2 separate regions of the Zea mays genome follow, and region 1 is linked to region 2. The links are chromatin contacts, called in public Hi-C maps. All regions are on one chromosome and are shown on one strand. The core of a region is the stretch at or near the end of the contact, and the rest is flanking DNA. Distances in the headings are between cores, read along the strand shown. Region 1 holds the start of LOC100281312. Region 2 holds the start of LOC100278939 (RING-H2 finger protein ATL3).

Region 1 (4,416 bases), core at 837-3,336, 190 kb after region 2:
AAGCCCAAGCCTCATGATAGCATTGGGTGTTAGCTAGTGAAGGTATATTTCAAACACATTTTGAACTTCGATGACCATCTTATGTAATGGGAACCAAAGCCCTGTCGTAAAGAAGTTTCAGAGTGCTACAATCACATTCCATTGAGGCTGAGGAATACTATCTTCCACCCCAAGCCTGATCATATTAGTACTACCAATATAGTCTTGCCTCTTCATCACCTCAACATGTACTTCCTTTCGATTTTTCGAAGAACACATGGCTCGGTTTTGATGGCTGAACATCATTGTCATCTTCAAACTCAGCTTCCTTACTATCCTTGCCAGACTCCACTTCTGCGAGGTTGACCAAATATCCTCAATGTCATCTTCCTCTGCTATAGCAGAAGCTTCAATCAAGCTAACCAAAGCACCACTCTAAGTGGCTGGGACATCTTCAATCTTCCCAGCCACATCCAAAGATGCCATAGTGGCCAACTTAGTACCCGATTTATTCCCAGCCATTTGTGAGAGCACGATACTGGCAAAGCACAAAGTTCGCAAAAAAAGCAATAAGCTAAAAGAGCTTCGGACGTAGAGAGAACAATGGCAGCAGGTTGGCAACAACAGTAAATGTCGTGCTTCTCTACCAGGAGCACATCTTATTATATAGGTAAACGACACAAAATTCGAGGAATCACATAGTGCCCACCCACTGCAAGTGGACCTCCCATGTCATTCATCTGTAAAGATGTATTTTCAAGAGTTCGTTTTCAATAATGAGCTTCAAAAAGGTGTTTTTTGGACCCTTAGCGCGAGACCTCTTTTGTTCATCTCGTGGTATGAGGTCATTAAGAAAACAAACTAATACCACGAGGGGCTAGTTTTGGGAGCCTGCTCTAACCAAAGGTCCTCAAAACACTGAAACATTAATCATCTCTGAGTTTATTTCAGGAGTGATAAGATCACCTTCGTCCTGATGGCATCCATAAATATGAGGCGAAGCTTAGAGCTTTAGCATCTTGACTTGAGCAAGGCATAAAGCATTGGACTGGGTGGACGAAGGAAGGCTTTGGATGCATGTGCGATACGTCCCTAAGGAAAAAAGACGATGGTACTCTTCAGAGGCTTTGTAGTTTACATGTATAGGGATCAAGGCCATAATTGTAATTTCATAGGAAGTTGTATATCGTGTTGTCTCTATAAATAGAGGTACAGTGCCCATGTAGAGGCCCCACTCCTTTTGGGCAGAGGACATACTTCCGTAAGCTTATTCGAAGGTATACCTATAATTACATGTAATCAGGTAAAAGAAACAAGCGAAGTAAACATGTGTTATGTTGCGGTTTCGTCTTTGTATCATTTTATTATTCGTATCTAAACATTCTTACTTTAATCACCCTTATTTGAGAGTAGATTATTGAGAAGAAGACCATGTCACTTTAATTATGTTGCCCTGTTTTGGTTCTCCTCAAGAATCTGAATAGGTGATCAATATTGGCGCCCACCTCTAGTGAATCCACAACAAAAACAAGTCATTCGTCATGCCTCCAAAGAAAAGTATAGTTGTGGGCTCTGTTATTAGTCCTATAGATCAAAATCAAATTGAAGAAGCACATCTTCTCGAAAGACGTGATCTAGGAAAAGTCAAGAGCGAGGTTGTGGACCCTCCACCACAAGATGACCTCGACCAAGAAATCCAAAATCTTGAAGCCATTCAACGTCAAGTTGAGAAGCAGAGGGGAAAATGCTTCAGATTCCTCACTTGCAATGACAAATTGACGAAGCATCGGAAGTATATTGTGCCACATGACGCAACAAGACGAGCAACTAGAGGATCCATATCACCATAGAAATCTCCACTCTGAGATGGGCGCCAATGTTGATCATTTGTTAAGATTCCTGAAGAGAACTAAAACAGAGCAACACAACTAAAGTGACAAGATCTTCTTCCCTTTAATCTATTCTTAAGGGTAGAATAGATTAAAGGGAACAGGTTGAATAACCATAAATATGTAATAAAACACAGGGCTGAGGCTTTGAGTCAATATACTGTAAATTTATTTCTTTATTTATCCTTTGTCGATTACCAATTATTACAAGTGTACCCTCCAAGAATTCGAAGAATGCTCAAATGTTCGAATGCTCAAATGTTCGAATGCTCAAGAACTCCAATTATTACAGCGTTTTCTCTTTGAGAAAAGGAGTCATCCCTACGTATGAGTACTGTTCATCTATTTATAAGGACGTGAGGGTATACAAGTTAATATAAAATTACATCTATGACCATCATCGTCTTTTCCCTTTGCAAACGTTATGCGGATGCAAATTAAGGCCCGTTTAGTTTGAAGTACTAAAGATTGGTCCCTCAATTTGTCACATTTAGTCCCTAAATTGTCAAACAGTGGGACTAAAACATGGACTAAACTATTTTAGTTTTTAGTGCCTCAAGGGGTGACTAAAAGGGACTAAACCATATAAATTCTACTTTTTGTCTCTCCTTTATTTTAGATACACTAATGGTGGGAGAATGTAAGGGATATTTTAGTTCTCTTATGATTCATTTAATGTGTTTTGAATAATTTTAATCCCTAAAACCAAACAGGAAAACCAAACAGGGTAGGAATTAAACTTTAGTCTGCTAACTAAATTTTAATCCTCAAACTAAAGGAACGAGGCCTTAATCCCTCCTTTATTTCCCTGGTGCTTCCTTTCTGTGCCGCAAGATGCTTCAGCTAGACGTTGATGCCGAAACTTCCTCGTTCTCTCTTTAGTCTATATTAATAACCTTTGGCAAATATGAATCGGTTATCCCTAAAACAAATTAAATCATAAAGTGGTTAAAATTTATTAGTTTTTGATTACCTTCGGCAAACAGGTGATATGCCGACTAGGACCCGATGTCTAGGAACATTTATATCTCCGGAGACTATTGGTCGCCAGTCGCCACGCGCACTCACCGCTATCTTGATGATTGTGTCTGTCTCGCTCTCGCTGCTCCGTTCCTGTTCTTCCGCTCCTTCTCCCCACCTCGTTTTGGCTGATCAAAGTTCTTGTTCGCGAACACTTTCCTCTGCCTGACACTCTGAGTTCTTGGTTAATGAGCCTGTATAGACCCATCGGCCATCACCAGTTCACTACTCGCCAATCGACATGTCAGGACAGAGCTCAAGCTCCTATGGTGACACTGATCCTGGCACAGACAGGGCATACAGCACCACCTCCAGCAGCATCCGGTGGGGTCCGCACGGCCGCGGCATGACGGCCTGCCTCGTCGTCGTCAATGTCGTGCTCGTCGCCCTCGTCTACCTCTACTTCTGGAGGGTGTTCTCCCGCAGAAGCGCCGCGTCCCCCTCAGCAGCTAACCCCACGGACCACGACGACGATGCGTCTTCCACATCGACGCCGCCGTCGCCGCTATCGTCCCAGGACCAGCACGGTCGCATCGTGGCGTCGCTGCCGACGTTCGTCGTGCGCTCCGGGTCCGGCGCCGGCGCCGAGTGTGCGGTGTGCATCGCGGAGCTGCGGGACGGCGACGAAGGGCGCGCGCTGCCGCGGTGCGGGCACCGGTTCCACGCGGCGTGCGTCGACGCTTGGCTGCGGCTATAGATGGCCAAACGGGCCGTGCTAAATGGGCCGGCACTAAGCACGGCACGGCCCATAGTGCTTCGGCACGACACGGGCACGATTCATATAGTGCCAGTGCCGGCACGACACGAGTCTAGTGCCGTGCTTGGGCCGCCACCCCGGCACGATGGCCTGGCACGAGCACGACACGATTAACTGGCCGGCACGGTTAGGCACGACTTAGACCAACATGTGGTTTATAAATGTGATTGTGATATGTGTATGGGGTTGTACATTGTTATTTGTTGTGATTTACACATAATGAATTCACTTTATAATGATATAAATATTCAAGTTTTAAAATTATATATATAATCTTAAAGATCTTCTATATTTTTTTATCTTTTAAAATGAAATAGTGTCTGGGCTGGCACGGGCACTATTAGATATTAGTGTCGTATAGTGCCGGCACGGCACGATTAGGCACTATAGTGTAGTGCCTGGGCCGCTGGTTAGGCACTAGTGCCGGCACGGCACGGCACGATTACTAATAGTGCCTAATAGTGCCGTGCCTAATAGTGCCGTGCCTAATAGTGCTTAGTGCCGTGCCGGGCCGGGCGGCCCGTTTGGCCATCTATAGCTGCGGCGGCGGCACACCACATGCCCGCTCTGCCGGGCCAGCGTCGTCGTCGCCACGGAGGAGGTGGGGCCCACCAAGGGCAGTGGCGTAACGGACACGACGACGACGACCGTGGCTCTCGAGGATATGGACGCACCGGTCTAGTCATTATGACTGATTGATTGCATTAGTTTTGTTTTGTGTACTTGTGTGGGAAACGACGACGTCAGGTAGTAGTCTTGGGTCAATGGAGT
Region 2 (4,268 bases), core at 1,733-4,232:
TCACCTGTCCAGCGACTATTCTTCGTGTTTACTCCACCTATCTCCAATCATTTTCTTTTTACATCTCTTCTTATTTGTACTGTATAATATATTTTACTATATTTTTCTAAAAAAATCCTTTCCTTATATATAGTATATTTTCAACCATTCACACTATATATCTCCTCATATTGTACTATAACTCGGTTATTAAACATTTATTTATCATTTTTTGAATTTTAAAAATATTATACACCATTTATACTACTATAATATATATATAATTATCAAGTTACAAAATTTAAACGACATTAAAATTATAAAAAATGATGTAATTAAAAATAAGGAGAGCATAGTGCACTCCTTATATATATAGAGACTCCTTACCTCCCGGAAGGGATATTATAGGGGGCATAGACGTCTGGTGCTCCCTACTAAGGCTCTCTCTAACTATTTATTGTCTATCACCCTCAACCGAACATACCATGCCCAGAAAGCCTCCAATGGTCCCCGTACATGGTCACTGCATATACGGGGGTGAGAGATTCCCCACATATGTGGGAAGAAATCTCCCTGTATGCGTTTGAAGATGATGTTGCGGACTTGTGGTCACATGCCAACCGAGGATCAGGACAATAGCACAGAGGAGCGGAGCGGTAGCGAAGGAGTGGAGTTGCGCCAACAGGAAGTTGCACAAGTGAAGCTACATTGACAGGAGTGCGGAGGAGTGAAGCTACAATTTCGGGAGATTGGAGGAGTGGAGATGCGCCAACGGGTGCGAGGAAGAGCGGAGCTATGCCGATGGGAGCATGGAGTAGTGTAGCTGCGTCGACGGGAGCTTGCCGGAGGCCGGAGCGAAATCTGCGCTGGAGGGAGCTCGAAGGAGTCAGAGAAGGCGTGCTATGACCTGAAGGTGAGCCCGTCGGAGATGGAAAGGGGAGGCACTGTTCGCTTCAACGCAAATCTGGCGGTTGTTTTTTATCCTCTTTTCCTTGTTTAGGGGGAATTGATAAGGCAAATGGTTGGAGATATACTCTACATAGTAGAAGTATAATTTTTTAGAGTGATATTGTAAAATATAATAGAAAGTACATGTAGTATAAGGGAAACCGTTGGAGATAGCCTAATACTCTAGAAACATTTACGGTGTTTTAGAGACAGTCTCACTAGCTTTAGGCTGTGATCATGTAAAACATTATTTTGTATTGCAGATAATATTGTTATAGAGTAAAATTTAAAATAAAAGGTGAAATATGAGGGCGGCTGCCATCTCTGTCCCTCGCTACCTTTCACATCTTACCGCACAGCACAACCTATAATTCTTGTGTCTACAAGAGCCAGCGGCAGCCACAATGAGGACCACTGTGACGAGACTCGAGTGTAGGAATACTAGTTTGGATCCACGGTTAAATTTTAGACCCGTCACTTTTAATGATTAAATACTAGTTAGATATATTAAATATAGTCTAATTACAAAACTAATTATATAAAGAAAGACTAAACGGTAAGTCAAATCTATTAAATTTAATTAGTCAATGATTCGATCATGTGCTGCTACAGTAGATATTTGCTAATCATAAATTAATTAGGCTTAATAAATTTGTGTTGAAGTTTGATCTTTATCTATATAATTAGTTTTATAATTAAATTATATTTAATACTCAATTTATATTTAAACATCGAACGAGAGACGAACTAAACTTTAGCGAGGAGAACCCACGATCTCTGACCAAGCGCCACAGCTACCGAAGGTAGAGTTTGAGGTACTGTTTGGTTCTCTAGACTAAATTTTAGTTCCTATCACGTAGGATATTTAGATGCTAGTTAGAAACATTAAATACAGTTAATTATAAAACTAAGTACACAAACGAGAATTAAATGTAGTCTATTTATAAAAACTAATTATATACATAAGAACTAAACGACGAGACAGAGTTATTAAACCTAATTAGTCCACGTTTTGCTTATGTAGTGCTACATTAAACATTTGCTAATCATAGGTCACTTAGGCTTAATAAAATTTGTCTCATCCTTTAGTTTTCAGTTGTGTAATTAGTTTTATAGTTAGACTATATTTAATACTCGTAATAGACATTCAAATATATGATATGATACGAGCTAAACATTAGTTACTAGAACCATACATATCTAAATTATTTGAGTTAGTGAAAGCATGTCTTAATTATACTATACATATAAACTTTTATATATATATATATATATATATATATATATATATATATATATATATATATATATATATATATATATATATATATATATATATATATATATATATATATATATATATATATATATATATATATAGGGGCCCGTTGATGTCGTTACGGGGCCTGTATATTTCTAAAGACGGCCGTGGGCCCTCGATGGGGTCCGGCAAGAGGGGCAAGGTCACTTTCCTCTTCTCGCTGAAGCAGGCGAGGACAGAAGCTGTGACGTGGCTGGCGGACGCCTCGCTTCCGCGAAGCTTCGCAGGTCGATCGGTCAGGGCCGACCACGCCCCCGCGCTGCCTGTCGCCGTCTGCTCCCCAGTCCCTGAGAAATTTTGCCCGGGTCCAAATCACGGCAAGGGAGGGCTTCCATGTCCCAGTGGGAGTAGTAGTTAAAGAGAGGACATCCATTGTGGAAAGAGCAGAGGAGACGAACACCCACTACCACCTGGACTGGACCTGGTTGGTTGATGCTCCTAATCAAAGTCAACTCTCTTGACCGTGCGCCTAGAACCGCCCGGTGAACGTATCACGGCCGTTCGCCTGTCCTCACACGGCGTACGGGCGGTCAGCCAGTGAGCCCCGGCCCGGGGAACGGAGACGGACTGTTGCTGACTTGCTGTGCTACTCTAGACGTCCAGCCAATGCTGAAAACCCGAGGCTACCCCTTTGATTTCCATCCCAATGTTCCGAGCATTACCAAGGGCACTTCAGTCATGAAATCACGTACTATAAGTAACTTGCTCACCGAACTCACCACACCCAAATCATCCGCGAAACCACAGCTCAGTTCGGTGAGCGCAGCGCTCGACCATCAGACATGGGCGTCAGCGACGGCGACGGCAACGGCAACGGCCCCAAGGCGAGCGAGGAGGCGGTCTCGTGCGAAGGGAGTCCCGAGTATAGGTTGCCGTTCTCCAAGCCGCACGTCCCCAGCCCACCGCAGGTGACCGACCCGACGAACTACGCCATGACTGGCAAGATCCTGCTCGCCGCGGCGGGGGCGTTCGCGGGCGTGCTCCTGGCGCTCGTCGCGCTGCACCTCTACAACAGCACACGGCGGCGGCGCCTCGGCGGCAACCAGCGGCGGCTGTTCCGGAGCCTGGCCATCGCCGGTGGCGACGAGGACCGCCGCGACGGTGACGGAGAGGGAGCGCCTCCCCCCCATCGCGGCCTCGATTCCGCTGTGCTCGCCGCGATACCGGTCGTGCTGATCGAAGCGGGCGCGGATGCGGGGGGCGGGGACTGCGCGGTCTGCCTCGCGGAGCTCGAGCCCGGGGAGAAGGCCCGCGCGCTGCCGCGGTGCGGCCACCGCTTCCACATCGAGTGCATTGGCGCCTGGTTCCGGGGGAACGCCACGTGCCCGCTCTGCCGCGCCGACGTCGTCGTCGTGGCGCCGGGCGCTATCGTGCCAGCCGAGGGCGGGGCGCTGTCGGAGGAGGTGCGGATAGACGTGGCCGGGGACGCCGTCGCCGCGACGCCCAATGGATCCACGGTAGTGCCGGTGATGGGGAGGTTGCATAGCGGCCGGGATCTTGAGAAAGCCAGGCGGGTCTTTGCTTCCACCCGATTCTCTTCCTTCTGACAGGGCTCCATTGGCTCCCACAGCCACAGACTACAGGACCTCGGAAGCTTCCTCTGATTTTCGCACATGGACACCTCGATTGTTTCGGAGCGTTCTGCCATTAGACTGTACATAGATTTGTTGGTGATGCCAGCTGTGTTTTGCCATGATTTGTAGTACGATTTTTTGCGGACGAACTCATGGACATATCTGTCTCGACGTTGACTCGAGACATGTAAACTGCTTGGATGCTATTTGCTTCACAACATTAATGATTGATAGTTGTAATAAATTTGAATAGGTGGAGCTACTAATGTGATATTTTATTTCGGCTGAATCTAAACAAATATAATCTAACGTTATCAATTATCTATCACGTTACAATATGTAAACAAAGTGCTCGCAGTAAAGGACGCCCTCGCGTCGCTCCGCTTGGGGCGTCTCGGGGGCAGGCAACCAGGCCGCGCCACCACCGGTCCACTCCACACTTGCCC

Evidence for each region. A called contact is a pair of places that touch in the nucleus more often than the background predicts.
Region 1: a Hi-C map of leaf shows a contact between it and region 2, with 4 times the contacts expected there. The contact joins the promoter of LOC100281312 here to the promoter of LOC100278939 in region 2. A contact is called at or near these places in 3 of 25 Hi-C or Micro-C datasets (ear and leaf).

The regions. Positions count from the first base shown.
Region 1 is chr3:56,175,325-56,179,740 of Zm-B73-REFERENCE-NAM-5.0, forward strand. LOC100281312 reads left to right here and starts at 2,087. Exons shown (of 1, transcript XM_023301970.1): 1 at 2,087-3,909. The coding sequence starts at 3,130. The coding sequence ends at 3,585.
Region 2 is chr3:55,979,547-55,983,814 of Zm-B73-REFERENCE-NAM-5.0, forward strand. LOC100278939 (RING-H2 finger protein ATL3) reads left to right here and starts at 2,983. Exons shown (of 1, transcript NM_001174227.2): 1 at 2,983-4,086. The coding sequence starts at 3,031. The coding sequence ends at 3,795.